4 separate regions of the Mus musculus genome follow, and regions 1, 2 and 3 are each linked to region 4. Evidence: chromatin contacts called from public Hi-C, HiChIP or PLAC-seq and promoter capture Hi-C data. All regions are on one chromosome and are shown on one strand. The core of a region is the stretch at or near the end of the contact, and the rest is flanking DNA. Distances in the headings are between cores, read along the strand shown.

What was found. Hi-C and Micro-C count contacts between places; a contact is called where the count stands out from the background. HiChIP or PLAC-seq counts read pairs in DNA pulled down with a chosen protein or histone mark. Capture Hi-C pulls out chosen DNA fragments and counts their contacts.
Region 1: an H3K27ac HiChIP or PLAC-seq map of hepatocytes shows a contact between it and region 4, with 5 times the contacts expected there. The contact joins two enhancer-like sites. A contact is called at or near these places in 1 of 484 Hi-C or Micro-C datasets (bone marrow-derived macrophages), 7 of 115 datasets of contacts at active chromatin or transcription factors (craniofacial prominence, embryonic stem cells, epiblast stem cells and 1 more) and 2 of 9 other capture datasets (adipose tissue and liver).
Region 2: a contact with region 4 is called in a Hi-C map of epidermal suprabasal cells, with 3 times the contacts expected there. The contact joins two enhancer-like sites. A contact is called at or near these places in 1 of 15 datasets of contacts at CTCF or cohesin (large pre-B cells), 10 of 484 Hi-C or Micro-C datasets (the C2C12 cell line, MC3T3-E1-derived osteoblasts, the N1E-115 cell line and 6 more), 10 of 115 datasets of contacts at active chromatin or transcription factors (cardiomyocytes, craniofacial prominence, embryonic stem cells and 4 more) and 4 of 9 other capture datasets (adipose tissue, embryonic stem cells, liver and 1 more).
Region 3: a contact with region 4 is called in a promoter capture Hi-C map of liver. The contact joins two enhancer-like sites. A contact is called at or near these places in 2 of 115 datasets of contacts at active chromatin or transcription factors (craniofacial prominence and forebrain) and 2 of 9 other capture datasets (adipose tissue and liver).

Annotation. Positions count from the first base shown.
Region 1 is chr13:62,906,981-62,909,814 of GRCm38.p6, forward strand. No RefSeq gene overlaps it. Among named protein-coding and RNA genes, the nearest start is that of Gm40981, 9.4 kb to the right of the region's middle. Within about 2 kb of position 1,336, at least 52 of the 459 cell types and tissues checked have an H3K27ac peak or open chromatin away from gene starts, as enhancers often do. A contact at or near this core is called in epiblast stem cells and hepatocytes, where this site is marked.
Region 2 is chr13:62,925,878-62,928,844 of GRCm38.p6, forward strand. No RefSeq gene overlaps it. Among named protein-coding and RNA genes, the nearest start is that of Gm40981, 9.5 kb to the left of the region's middle. Within about 2 kb of position 1,689, at least 19 of the 459 cell types and tissues checked have an H3K27ac peak or open chromatin away from gene starts, as enhancers often do. A contact at or near this core is called in the N1E-115 cell line and epidermal suprabasal cells, where this site is marked.
Region 3 is chr13:62,978,671-62,981,570 of GRCm38.p6, forward strand. The region is part of intron 1 of Aopep (aminopeptidase O); the gene reads left to right. Among named protein-coding and RNA genes, the nearest start is that of Aopep, 15 kb to the left of the region's middle. Within about 2 kb of position 1,646, at least 43 of the 459 cell types and tissues checked have an H3K27ac peak or open chromatin away from gene starts, as enhancers often do. A contact at or near this core is called in adipose tissue and liver, where this site is marked.
Region 4 is chr13:63,271,365-63,274,620 of GRCm38.p6, forward strand. All of the region lies in intron 13 of Aopep (aminopeptidase O), which reads left to right. Among named protein-coding and RNA genes, the nearest start is that of Gm16907, 24 kb to the right of the region's middle. Within about 2 kb of position 1,442, at least 166 of the 459 cell types and tissues checked have an H3K27ac peak or open chromatin away from gene starts, as enhancers often do. A contact at or near this core is called in the N1E-115 cell line, adipose tissue, epiblast stem cells and 3 more, where this site is marked.

The DNA.
Region 1 (2,834 bases), core at 86-2,585, 360 kb before region 4:
AGGAGGATTTCTGTGAGTTTGGGACCACCCTGGTCTACAAAGCAAGTTCCAGGACAGCCATGTCTCAAAATTAAAGAAAGAAGACGCTGAGATAATCTTTAAAGATTCAACAGAGAAGTCTCGATGAGCGGCGGCGGCACGCACAACGTGGACACAGGACACGCAGTGGGATGCATAGCATGCTTCAATCTACTTCCAAACTGATATACATTAATAACCAAGAGCCCTACCACAAAGCCATATAATGACATCTGCTCTTATAACAGCAGACAAACTGGCAAGAAGGAGCCAGACATAAATAACTGAAGAGAAGTAAGGAGATTGTGGTCCAGCAGGCGGGGAAGGAAACAGTGGAGGTCAGCGTGCTGGGAAGCACCTCACCCTGATGTCCTCTGGCGCTCAAGATCACCTCCCAGTAGCATCTTCGTGTCAATCACACATTGATAAACACTGGTAATGGGACTGCTTGAGAGAAATGGTTCTCTGAGGAATTCATCTGGCTTTTAAGTGTAGCTCCATTACAGGATTACATGGCGCCACCAAGTCCAATACCCAAGAAGAGAGAACAGAAAATGGGACCCAAGTTGCTCGGGCAAAATGACAAAGGAGACGGTTCTGATTCTGTGGCAGCAGATAATATTTCCTCCTTCCCAAGAGCTATGGTGCATTTTTAAAAAGCAAACGGAATAAAGATGTGGGCGGGAAGTTCTTCCGTGGGATAAGCAGATGGGGAGGAAGAAAATCGAAAGCAGGTGAACTGCCAGAGAAAAACGGCAGTCCCGGAGAAAAACATCAAAATGCGAGCATTCATTATATGCCAGTCTTCGGGAAATGAGGGGTAACAAACCAGAAAAATAGTAATTTAGTGTAGGTTGGGCAAGTGATTCTTTGCCCAAAGGCAACGAAAGAGAGAAGCAAGCATCTTTAAATGCTGGCAATTACGCAGATGGCAGAAAAAAAAGAAAGACTGAGTTTCATTCCCGCATAGTAAGGGAGGGTACTGGGAAGGTAGAGCAATCTGAAGTGTTTACAGTTTTGACATAGCCTACAGCTCAGCAGGCATTCAGAACACATTATCTGCGCTGTGAAAATTTACCCTCAGAAATTACTGAAATTAATCAAGAAGTTAAACATTTATTAAAAACAAGCTTGGAAGTTACAGGAGAAAGGTCAATTGAGAGGAGCCAAGCCAGACGGAGTGTGCGTGCTTCTGCCTGTGAAATGCACTGTTTGCTTAGGAGCAAAGGTTCATGAGCAAATGAAGCATGTGGAGACTCATGCGCATTCCCTTTGGGGACTCTCGTCTGCACTTGGGAAAACAGCTGCTGCTGTCAGCAGTCCTTGAAAAGAGCAGCTGATGCAACCCTTAACTGACCTGGGGCCCTTGACCCCTCTGTGACGTTAATACTCCGCTTGAGCATTTGGGCAACATTGCAGATTAAATACAGCCCCAGGTTGTTCAGGCCTCAGTTACCAAGGTCTAGACTCCAACGTCCAGGTAGTCTGCCCCTCCCCACACCCTTTACGCCACAGGGTAAGCACACAGGAGACCTCTGAGCCCACACAAGGAGGCTCTGCTTTGCTGCCTTAACCCAGAAAGAGAAATAAGCTACGGGGAGGCAAACACTCAAGAGAGATTTTCCTCATGATCCCTAATGCACCCCTGGGGGGGTATTGTTGGGGGGGGGGGAGGTAGAACTAGGATTCAACAGGAAGAACTTCCTCCCATATTATACCAAAATGAGGACATCTAGAACTGTCCCATGGCCAAGAGGAAGAAGCCGTAAGGAGAGTGCCCTGCCTCATTTTTACCAAATCACCTTTGCACAAGAACCACCATACTGGTGTCTTAGAACTTTTTGTGGCTTTTGTGTGTGTTTGTTTCCAGTACTGGGAATTGCACCCAGGACCTTGCACGTACTAAGAAAGCATGCTTCCACTACTCCTTGCCCTGGAGCAATACTTCATGGAAAGCAATGAGATCACTTTTCAAAGCTGTCCCTTTAGCATCTTTCTGTTAGCCTAGAACTTACATCTTGGAGCTGCGTGGGACTCTGAAGGGTCTGTGTGGGGAAACAAAAGAAAATTATCCATAAGCTGGAGAGCTAGAAATATCTCTGTTCAAATGTAGACTTTGTCACTTACGAGCAGTGTGATCAAGGGCAAGATGCTCATCCACCAGACCTCAGTTTCATCATTTGCAAGACAGAAGTCTACATTCTGCAAAGGCTTGATGCAATGGCTTATGGGAGCTAATGTGTTTAGAATAGTTACAGTAGCTCAGAACACCCTCCCCTAGGAAACAGTAGCTGGTGCTATTAACTCTCATGATTGTTAAGTACACAAGAATTTTGTAACACAATTTTTCTCTAAATGTTGTTCATTTTAAATGCTGATGTGAACGTCAGTCTGACTCACACTATGCATCCTCTGTGCTTTGTGAGAGATTCCCTGGTAAGCTATGGTGAAGTCAAAACCGGATCAGTAACCAGGCTGGGGATGTCTGTAGCTCGGCTGCTAGAGTGCTTGCCTGATACTCACAAAGCCCTGGCTTCAGTCCCCATCTCTAGCACACACACAGTAATCTCAACACTCAGAAGGTAGAGCCAGGAAATCAGTTCAAAGACATCCTTGGCTGCATAGCCAGTTCAAGGCCAGCCTAGAATACATGAGATCCTGTCGCAAAAGATAAGGAAGAGGAGGAAGAAAGGGAAGAGAGACATTGCATACAAATATCAAGAAGAAAAATTAAAATTTTCCTTTCCAATTGAGTTGGGGGGGTTGCTCTTTCAGCAAATACCTCCATTCCCAGATGAATGAGAGACTGGGATCGT
Region 2 (2,967 bases), core at 439-2,938, 350 kb before region 4:
CACAGAGACACCACCTGATGGAGGGAAATGCAACAATTACAGCGACTAAGATTGTTGGTCACCCATAGACTAGACAAAAAACAGATTCTCCTTAGTCTTCAGAGAACATGACTTTTTGGACAATTTGATTTCAGACTCCAGAACCATCAGTGAATTTCTGTCACTCTAAGCTACCCACTCCATGATCCCAAGGAATGTGTCCTAAAACCAGGTTATTCTAGGAATTTTGGAAAACAAATGGAACTTACCAAATGCTCACAGCCCTGTGTTCCAGGACCAGTCACTATAAACTATGAATGTTTACGTTTTCTCCCATTATTTTTGACATCCATCCTATTAAATTCTGTTTCAAAAGAGAGGCTGGAAACATGGCTCAGCTGGTAAAAGACTTGCCTAATATACCCAAAGCCCTGGGTTTGATTTCCAAAACCTCACAAACATAGCACGATGGTGCATGCAATGCTAGTATTGGAGAAATGGAGACAGCTGACTAGATGTTCAATGTCATTCTCAGCTACATAGTGAGTTCAAGGTCAGCTTCGCACTTCTTGAGATTCTATCTTAAAACAAGAAAATAGTAATCCCTTATGCGTTTTCTCTCTTGGTTGGTGTGCAGTAAGAATGTTTTTAATTTTCTGCATATGACTCTTTAAATGGTCACCATCATCCTGATTTTAGCTCCTTGAAAACAGAGCAGGTGGAGACCATAACCTATGCTCTTTGGTTTGGAACCCTGAGGCTAATGACACAGCTGGCCATGGAGAAATCCCCAGGAGGTGGCAGTATGGGTCATGAAACCACCAATCCACACAAAACCCCTGAATTACAAGCCAGTGACTCCTCTGGTACAACCAGCAAACCTGGGCCTTTCTACACAGCACTGGAAACAGCAGCCAGATCATGAGAGAGAGAGAGAGAGAGAGAGAGAGAGAGAGAGAGAGAGAGAGAGCGAGCATGTGAGGTGATTGTTTTCCAACCTTGTGTGGTCTTTTATTCTTGTTAAAGAGGAAAGCCTTGAATTAAAATGCTAACCTTCATTTAAAGAAAGCTATGGCTCAGACCTTGGAGATGTTTGTTAGCGATTTCAACATGTCAATATCACCTCGCTATCCTGTCTTCTGTTGGTCTAAGAGTTCCAGGCAGAAACCTCTTAGTGTCAGTATTATTTAGATTTATGAACAATAGTGAGGACCAAAATAGAGAGATCACAGAAGGATGGAAGAAATGGCACATGGGCTCTTTTTAATCCCTTCAAGTTCATGATCCTCTTGGCCTCTGTCTTCAGAATGCTAAGGTCACAGATACACTCACTATGCACCACAATCTATTTCTTCAGTGCTCACTGGCTCCATGAGCCTCAGGTTCCCTTAACTCTCTAACCGCAAGAATCTTCATTTGTTTTAGCTTTGTTGTTTGCTTTGTTTTGTATGTATAGCATGTCACCTTGATTCGCAATGTTGTATGTAGCACAGCTCAGGAGAGAAAGTGACTTAAAAAACTACAAAGTAGAAGTTGTACTTCAGAAATACTGTTTCCATAAGTGTAGTCTAGGTGTGAGTGACTCTTAAGCACCATTGGATTATAGTTACCCACTGTGCCTGTTAAAATGTGGCTTGGTAAGGTCTGCCCTGGGGTTTCTGGTTCAGTAAGTCAAGGGTGGGGCAGAAAATCTGCAGTTGAAACCTACTCCCAGTGCTACTGTCACTGTGATCGATAAGGACCTCAGAGAGTTGCTTAATGGAGCTATGTCAGGACAAGTTGGTACTTGGGACACAAAATTTAGGAGTGTTGTTGTTGGGAAATGCTGTCCTAGTCTTCCTCTCCTGGGTGTTGTCATAGATGATGTCATCATACTAATCATGTCATTTCCAGCAGAGACAGTAGTTTCTTTTTAATTGTGTGTATGAATGTGTCTCTGTGTGGGTATGTGTGTGTGAATGGGAATGCCTGGAAGGCCAGAGATTTGATTCCTTGGACATGGAGTTACTGGCAGTTGTGCACCTCATGTGGGTGTTGGGGACTGAACTTGGGTCCTCTGTGAGAGCAGCAAAGCTATCTCTCCAGCCCCAGCATTTTCTGACTATGATGCCAGTTTCCCCCAATGATCTTCCCTAGTGGAAATGAATAATGATATCAACATAGTCTATAGGATACCTTTAAAGCCTAAAGAAAAGCTCAGTAAAGGCCAGGCCCCTGACTCAGAAAACTACAGGACATGGTTGTGTCTGGGATATCCCTGGGATTTCAACCCCTTGCCAATATTCATTTCTCTGTAGTATTCAGCTATTCCTGATATAATATGTACTTGTAGAGTGGGCTCATTTCTTGCTCGCTGAATGCCTTGGTCAATACTACAAGATACCTAAGATCAGATGACTTATGAAGAATAAGGTTTATTTAGCTCAGAATTCTAGAAGCTGAGAAGTCCAAGGTCACAGCACCAGTATCAGCTCGGCATCATGTGAGGGCCCTCTTGTTCGAGAAAATCTATGCTGAATAATAAGACAGCACAGGATGTGTGCTAAACCAAACATGCTAGCTTGAGTCATGTGTCTCTTCTTTAAAAGGTGCAAACTGAATCCTGGGGGTTCCACACTATGACCTCATCTAATCCCAGATGCCACCCAAATTCCTGAGCATAGGATTTGGAGACACATTCCTATGTAGAGGAAATTTGGGGGACACATTAAAACCTCACCGCCCCTATGTTTCCCCTCACCCCCCCAAATGTGGAGAGCAGAGACTTGACTTAGATGTTCCAGTGGGGGGCCAGTAAGAGGAGTACAAGAATTGGGTTGGGTAAGGGATAAGTCCTGGCAGTGTGTTCTTTTCCTGACCACTTAGGATTTTGTGAGGCACAAAATATAACAGAGACTATTTAATGCCTGCCAGAGTGATTTAAGGAATGTGTCCTCATTCTGTCAAAATAAACACCACCTATTATGAACTCTGAAACCCTGGTTGGTG
Region 3 (2,900 bases), core at 396-2,895, 290 kb before region 4:
TTTGTAGAACATGTGTAAATTTGGGATTAGTAGCCCATGTAGGTCAACTGCATTGCTGAGACCAGGAAACAAAAACAAAAACATGGCAATGATAAAGAGCAAGTAAAATTTTCATTGTGTTGTAGAGGATCTTTCAGCCTTTATGTAGGGCCACTCCCTTTCTGAGTGACCACTATGCAGTCATGCACTGTTCGTGGCTGCACTTTAACCTGGAACCTATACACTGTATAATGCAGTGGAGAGGAGCCTTGCTCTTTGCTTCCTTTAATGTGAGGCCCGGGGCAGCCTTGGGTGCCCTGTACTGGCTGTCTGTGTTGGTGTTTCCGCAGCAGGCTTCCACTGTCCTGGAGTTTGGCAGTTAGGCTGCTCTGGGAGATGGACTGTTCCCTACCCTCCTGGTGGGTGCTGAGGTCACAAGTGTACCCACCACTCCTGGCTACCTCAGCTGGGTTCTGGGGGCTGAGCTCAGGTCCTCATGCTTTCACGACAAGTACTTTACCAACTGTGCCATCTCTTTAACCAGTTATTCCTAGATTTTCTTTAATTTTATGTATGCAGTGGCTTAAGAGAATCCTGATTGCATGGCTTTGAGGGCAAGGGTTGGTTCAGGTAGCTCAGCTGTTCAGTCTATAAGAATTCTCTGAATGTCCTGTTTCCAGTGTGGGTTGTTGGCTGCTCCTGGAGGCTGTCCTTTCCTAGCCCTGGAGTCATTCATCTGAGAGCCTGCATCCCCAGCAGCCCCTGCCTCCCCCAGGCCGTGTGTAGTGCATGCGGTCCGCACAGCAGCTTGGAGAAATATGATGATCCAGTTCCAAGCGGGGAGCTGATTGTTTAATTATCATTTTGCCCTGGGGAATTCCAAGATATAAATGATTGTATGAGTTTCTGAGAACATTCACAAATATGAATCTCAATTACTAATACTGAAGTACCAGCTGTTTGTTATTCTCTGGGAAATCATTCCGAGATGTTGGGAAGAAAAATATCTGAGACATCACCAATAGTCTTCCTAGATTAAAAATGGTCCAGAAAATTGCTTGACTGCAACAGTGTTACACAAAACTAATAGTATTTGGTGAAATTCTCAAAGTTAATTTTAGAGGCACACAGTGTATTTTCATCATATTTACCTGCATTTTCCTCATGATGCCTCCCATACCAGCCCCCACCCCTTTTCAACTTCAGGTCTTTTTTAAAGAACCCACCGAGTTTAGTTTGTGATGTTCATCTAATTCTAATGGGTATGGGACTCCCTACCAGAGTAAGGATGGCCTTCCAGAGAGCCACACTTTTAAAGAAGGCCCAGACTTTTCCTTCTCCTAGAGCTTTCAAGTATCAATGACTCCTCAGGATGGAGGGCCAGGGGCCACTTATGAGTCTGTCCCAGCCCCAGGCTAGAATGTTGCCTGCTGTGAATTCATGAACATGGCTGTTCTGTCACATCTAGAAGACACTTGCTTAGGCTCAGTACTCTCTGACTTTTAGGGTCTTTCTGTCTGTCCTTGAGCTGTAGTCCCTAGGGTTAAGAATTTTGCAGTTCTGCAGTGTTTTCTGATTAGTCTTTACAAAGCATACTTTTGTAGTTACAAGGTTGTAAGGCAAAGCTTCCTTCAGAAAAATGCAATCCAAGAAATTCCAGGGAGCTGTGACTTGGCACGCAGGCTGTAAGCCACATGCCAGCAGGCTGCATGAGGCTGGAACTCTGAAGCCATGGTGAGGGCGAAATGGAAGTTTTCCTACTAAGAATTGTAGAATAAATTGTATCCAGCTTCTGGAAACAGTAAGGGACAAGAAAGAGCCACAAGTCATTTATTTCCCTCTTTCCTCAGTTCTCCTTGAAACAGGCTGGTAGATCTGGCCTTATGTCTGGCACTACAGAGGTGTCAGGCATTAGTCACAGCTGCTTCACATGGGATCAGGTACAGGCCCTGCCTGTCCTGTGTCACCTGCTGGCTAGTGATCTTTGCAGAAGTAGCTGACCCTGTGTGTGGGTTTGGGGGTGGGTGATCTGTCCAGGCAGCTCAGGGCTAAGCTCCTCTTGGAAATTGTTCTAAACCTTCCGTCACACTAGACTTCTTTCCTTCAGGGGAGGATAGATGTAGGAGCCCAGGCTCTGCCTGTTGCCTGGAGACAGGCCTTCAGGAGAGCTTGGCCACTCTTGCAAGAGTGTTCAAAGGATCTGTAGAGACTGTTCATCTGCTTATCAAATATTGACTTCTCCATTCAGAGCATGACAGAATTTCTACACCTGAAATCTGAAGGGAAAACATCACCCCAGGCCCTTCTTTCCGTTCTGAGGAAGCCAACTGCTTTCGACTCCCCTAACTACCCAATCCATGCTCTCCCTTACAGCCTTTGATCCTTGCCATGATTTAGGGAACAGAGTCAACCTATGCTTGGCTGAAAAGCACTTTTCTGAGCATTTAATTTCCCTGTCACTATTTTCTGTTTTTATTTTTGGGGCGGTGGGGAGGCAGGTTCTCTGTAGCCTAGGCTGGCCTAGAACTTATCATGTAGTGCAGGCTAGCCTTAACCTTAATGTGATCCTCCTACCTCAATTCACAAGTGCTAGAATTATAGGCACCAACCACCACATCCCTCTTTATCCATATCATTTTAAAATAATAGGTATACATTTGATTCCAGATTAAATAATTTGTATCAGGGTTTCTCAAGTTGTATACTATGATTTTAAGTTCATTATGGTGATATCACATTTATTTTAGGTCTTTTGTTTTTAATATATGGGGAAAAAACAAGTTAGCAAATCCAACGTATGGTTTTATGCTTATTACTTTCTAAGGTGAAGAAAGCTGGGCTAGAGAAATGGCTCAGCAGTTAAGAGCACTGACTGCTCTTCCAGAGGTCCTGAGTTCAAATCCCAGCAACCACATGGTGGT
Region 4 (3,256 bases), core at 192-2,691:
TAGATACGCTGATTTTGGTTTGCATTTGTCTTAACGATTTATTTATACTGTTTAATCTAGAAATTACTTGTATTTTGGATTTTTTTTTTGGTCTGTTTGCTTGTATCTTTTAAAAAGACTTAAAATGGTTGCTACAGTTAAGCTTTAAATTGTGCTTAGCTGCTAAACAAAAATGGTGTTTTGCAAGAAAACAAAATGCTGTATTAATTTTCCATAGTCTTGGGCTATGGATCCCTCATCTGAAACTGGAATATATCCTAGTGAAAGCCTAGAATAAGACGGAAACCGTAACTAACTAAAATTTTTACATTTTAAAGTCTATTGTGGGCCAGGTCACACTGAAAGACTTGTATAACGTATTTGTTCTGGGTTGTTTAGAGTCAAGGTTTTTATTTCTTCCTCCCAGACAGTAGTTCATTGCCTGAAACTTAAAAATAAAATAAAAACGCTTCTTACAAATTTACCCTGTAAGCTTCCCGACAGTTCTAAATGGGCGAAGATGACTTGGATCAAACCAGGACTGGCAGGTAGCATGTGATGCTGTTTTTTTTCTAAGCATTTTTTAAGGGTATGGTTCTAGTCCCTGAAATTCCACTCAGCATCTAAAACTGGAGTGGAATTTTAATACTTAAAATTGTAAATGGGATTCTGCCCGATGCATTTTGCTTGTTTGGAGGAAACCCTTATCGTTTTGTTTGCGTCATATCTTCAAATGCCCGCTTCACCATTCTGGTAAACAACTGTGCGTGCAATGATAATCAGGTTTGAAGAAGCAGTGCTAGGGACGGTGGCGAATGAAGTGATTCTGTTGTTGGAATCGATCTTCCCTCGTGACCAGAATGCCAGTGGTATGTCCTGGGAGTGTTCTTCATCAGAGCTGGTGGCAAACCCAGGAAACTTATTTCTGGCGCCCCTTTCCCCTTCCTCTTTCAGGTAACTAACTGTTCCTAATGATTTGGTGTGAGAGGTTGGCAGTCGCCCCCACCCCCCACTCCTAATTAGCAATTATGCAGATTGTTTACCAGAAACCGGCTGGGCAGCTTTTTCTTCTTCTGCCCTCCCTCCTAGACCTACACGCTGCTTCCAGGTGACCCAGGAATGTTTTGCTCCGCGGGAAAAATCAGATTGTTTTTCATCCCGGTTCTAACTGGAAAGATCTTCAAGGAAGTGTTCATGGGACCCAGTGTAATGAGGGGGCCTCACTTTAGTGAATTGGAAGGAAAGTGCCATGCTAAGCCCGCCTTTGTTCTCATTTGAATCACAGGCTGTACTGGGACTGGTCTGTATGTTGAGTAAGTGCGGGGTGGGAGGCGAACGCCTAATTTGTGGAATTGCGGGGGGCGGGGATGTTAGGGCGGGGCGGCCTTGTGGATTGGCTAGAGCAGAGAGGGCGGGGCGAGCGGCCCTTATCAGCCTACGCCGGCAGGTGCAGGTCCCAGGTCAAGGTAAGGAGGCCACGGCTCCCTTGTCTGCCCCTGCACCCTGTCCGGGACTTTGCTGCTTTGTTCTCCCTTGCTGAGGGCGTTTCTACTCAGAGTGCGTTCCAGGGCTTTGGGATGAGGGCGTTTCTACTTGGAGTGCATTCCAGGGCTTCGGGATTATAGTTCCTGGCAGGTCCTGGAGAAAAGATCCGCAGAGACACCCTGCCCTGCAGCAGGGAGAGCTTGAAGGACACTCACTCCAGCAGGAAAACAGCAACGCGCGGTGGCTGGCTCTGGCTTTGTCTGGGAATGTTCAACAGGTTAAGTTGAGGTTCTAGACAGCTGCACGTTCAGGCTCTGCTCAGATGGGAACCCAGAGCAGAGAGCAGAGGCCGCACTCTCCCCTGACTTTGACGGCATTTGTTTGCATCGCCCTGCAGTGCACAGTGTGTTCGTTGTATTTCTGCCTCGGCCGGCCGTGATTATTCCTCCTCGCAAAGGTCTGAATTAAGAAGCTAAGCTGGAAATGAGCGGGGCAAGTGGTTCTCAGCTTGTGGCGTTAAAGTGAGTGATTTCTGGGTCTCCTCACGTTGAGGGACCTGTAGCCACTTTTTTTTTTTCAGGTTAGTTTGAGTTTTATTTGTTTCCATTTTATAATTGAACATATTTAGGGGGTGGACTATGGTGTATTGATTCATGCATTGTGTAAACTAGAGTCTTGCCTGGCTTTGGAATAATGACCGTTTTAGTTGGCGTGTTAACAGCAAAGCGATGGTTGGGAACGGGAATATGTGCTGTGGTGCCTTGTTTTTTTTTTTTTTTTTTTTTTTTGAAAAGTTTCTCTTTTTAAAAATTCAGTTATGTAATTTAATTACGTAGGAAAATTTTCTCTTAAGATGGAAACCTAGCTTCATTTCTTCCTCTTAAAAAAATCAACTATTGGTAGGTTCCAAGATAATTCATACAGTTCCAATTGGATCTGAGGAAGAAGGAAGGTCTCTACGGCATTTTCTACTAGAGATGAAATAATCAGAACACTTAGAATGCATTATCATTTCAACAAAACAAGTCTGGACTTTTCTAAATGGACCCATTGTACCTATGCAAAGCGAGATACAAACTGGCCAGAAGTTGAGCAGGTTTATTTTTGTGAAATTTTTAGCAGTGACTTGATGCCTTTGTGATGTTAGGCAGCAGCTGTCCTGGGGTCACTAGCGTCCATGCCAGTTCCTGAGGAAGAAGCTGAATAGACTCAGACCCACACCTTGCAAGGGACTGTGCATTCCACAGCTACACAAAGGCTTCCTGGCTGCATCCAGCCTAGAGCTCACAATAGACCTCAGACCTGAGCACCTTGGGGCCAGTCTTAGGCTTCCTGTACTGGGGTGGCTTCTGTACTTTTGCCAGTGCTTGGTCACTCTGTGAGGAGCATGGCTTTGGATAGGGAGACTTGGTCAGGCTCCTGTCCCTAATGCTGCTTGCACATCTGCAGACATCAGCTTCTCCTGTACACCATATGCGGGTCCAATACAGCCTCCATCCCCTTTAGGTTTGAAAAACACGAATACTCGGCCTAAAAGTCCAAAGCTGCTTTGTTGTTTTTTTTTTTTTTTTCCCCAGAAGTTGTTTGTTTCTTTCCCTTGCATGAATATTCTTGAATTTTTCTGAGTTGATCCAGGGCATAAAACACCCACACTAGGAATCCCAGAGTGTCAAAGACGAGGCCAAACATGACTCTCCTGCCTTACACAACTTAGATTACTCTATAAAGTGAGACTGCCACACTGGGTAGCAGTTGGACAGTGGTACCTAGCAAGCATTTTATTCAATAACAA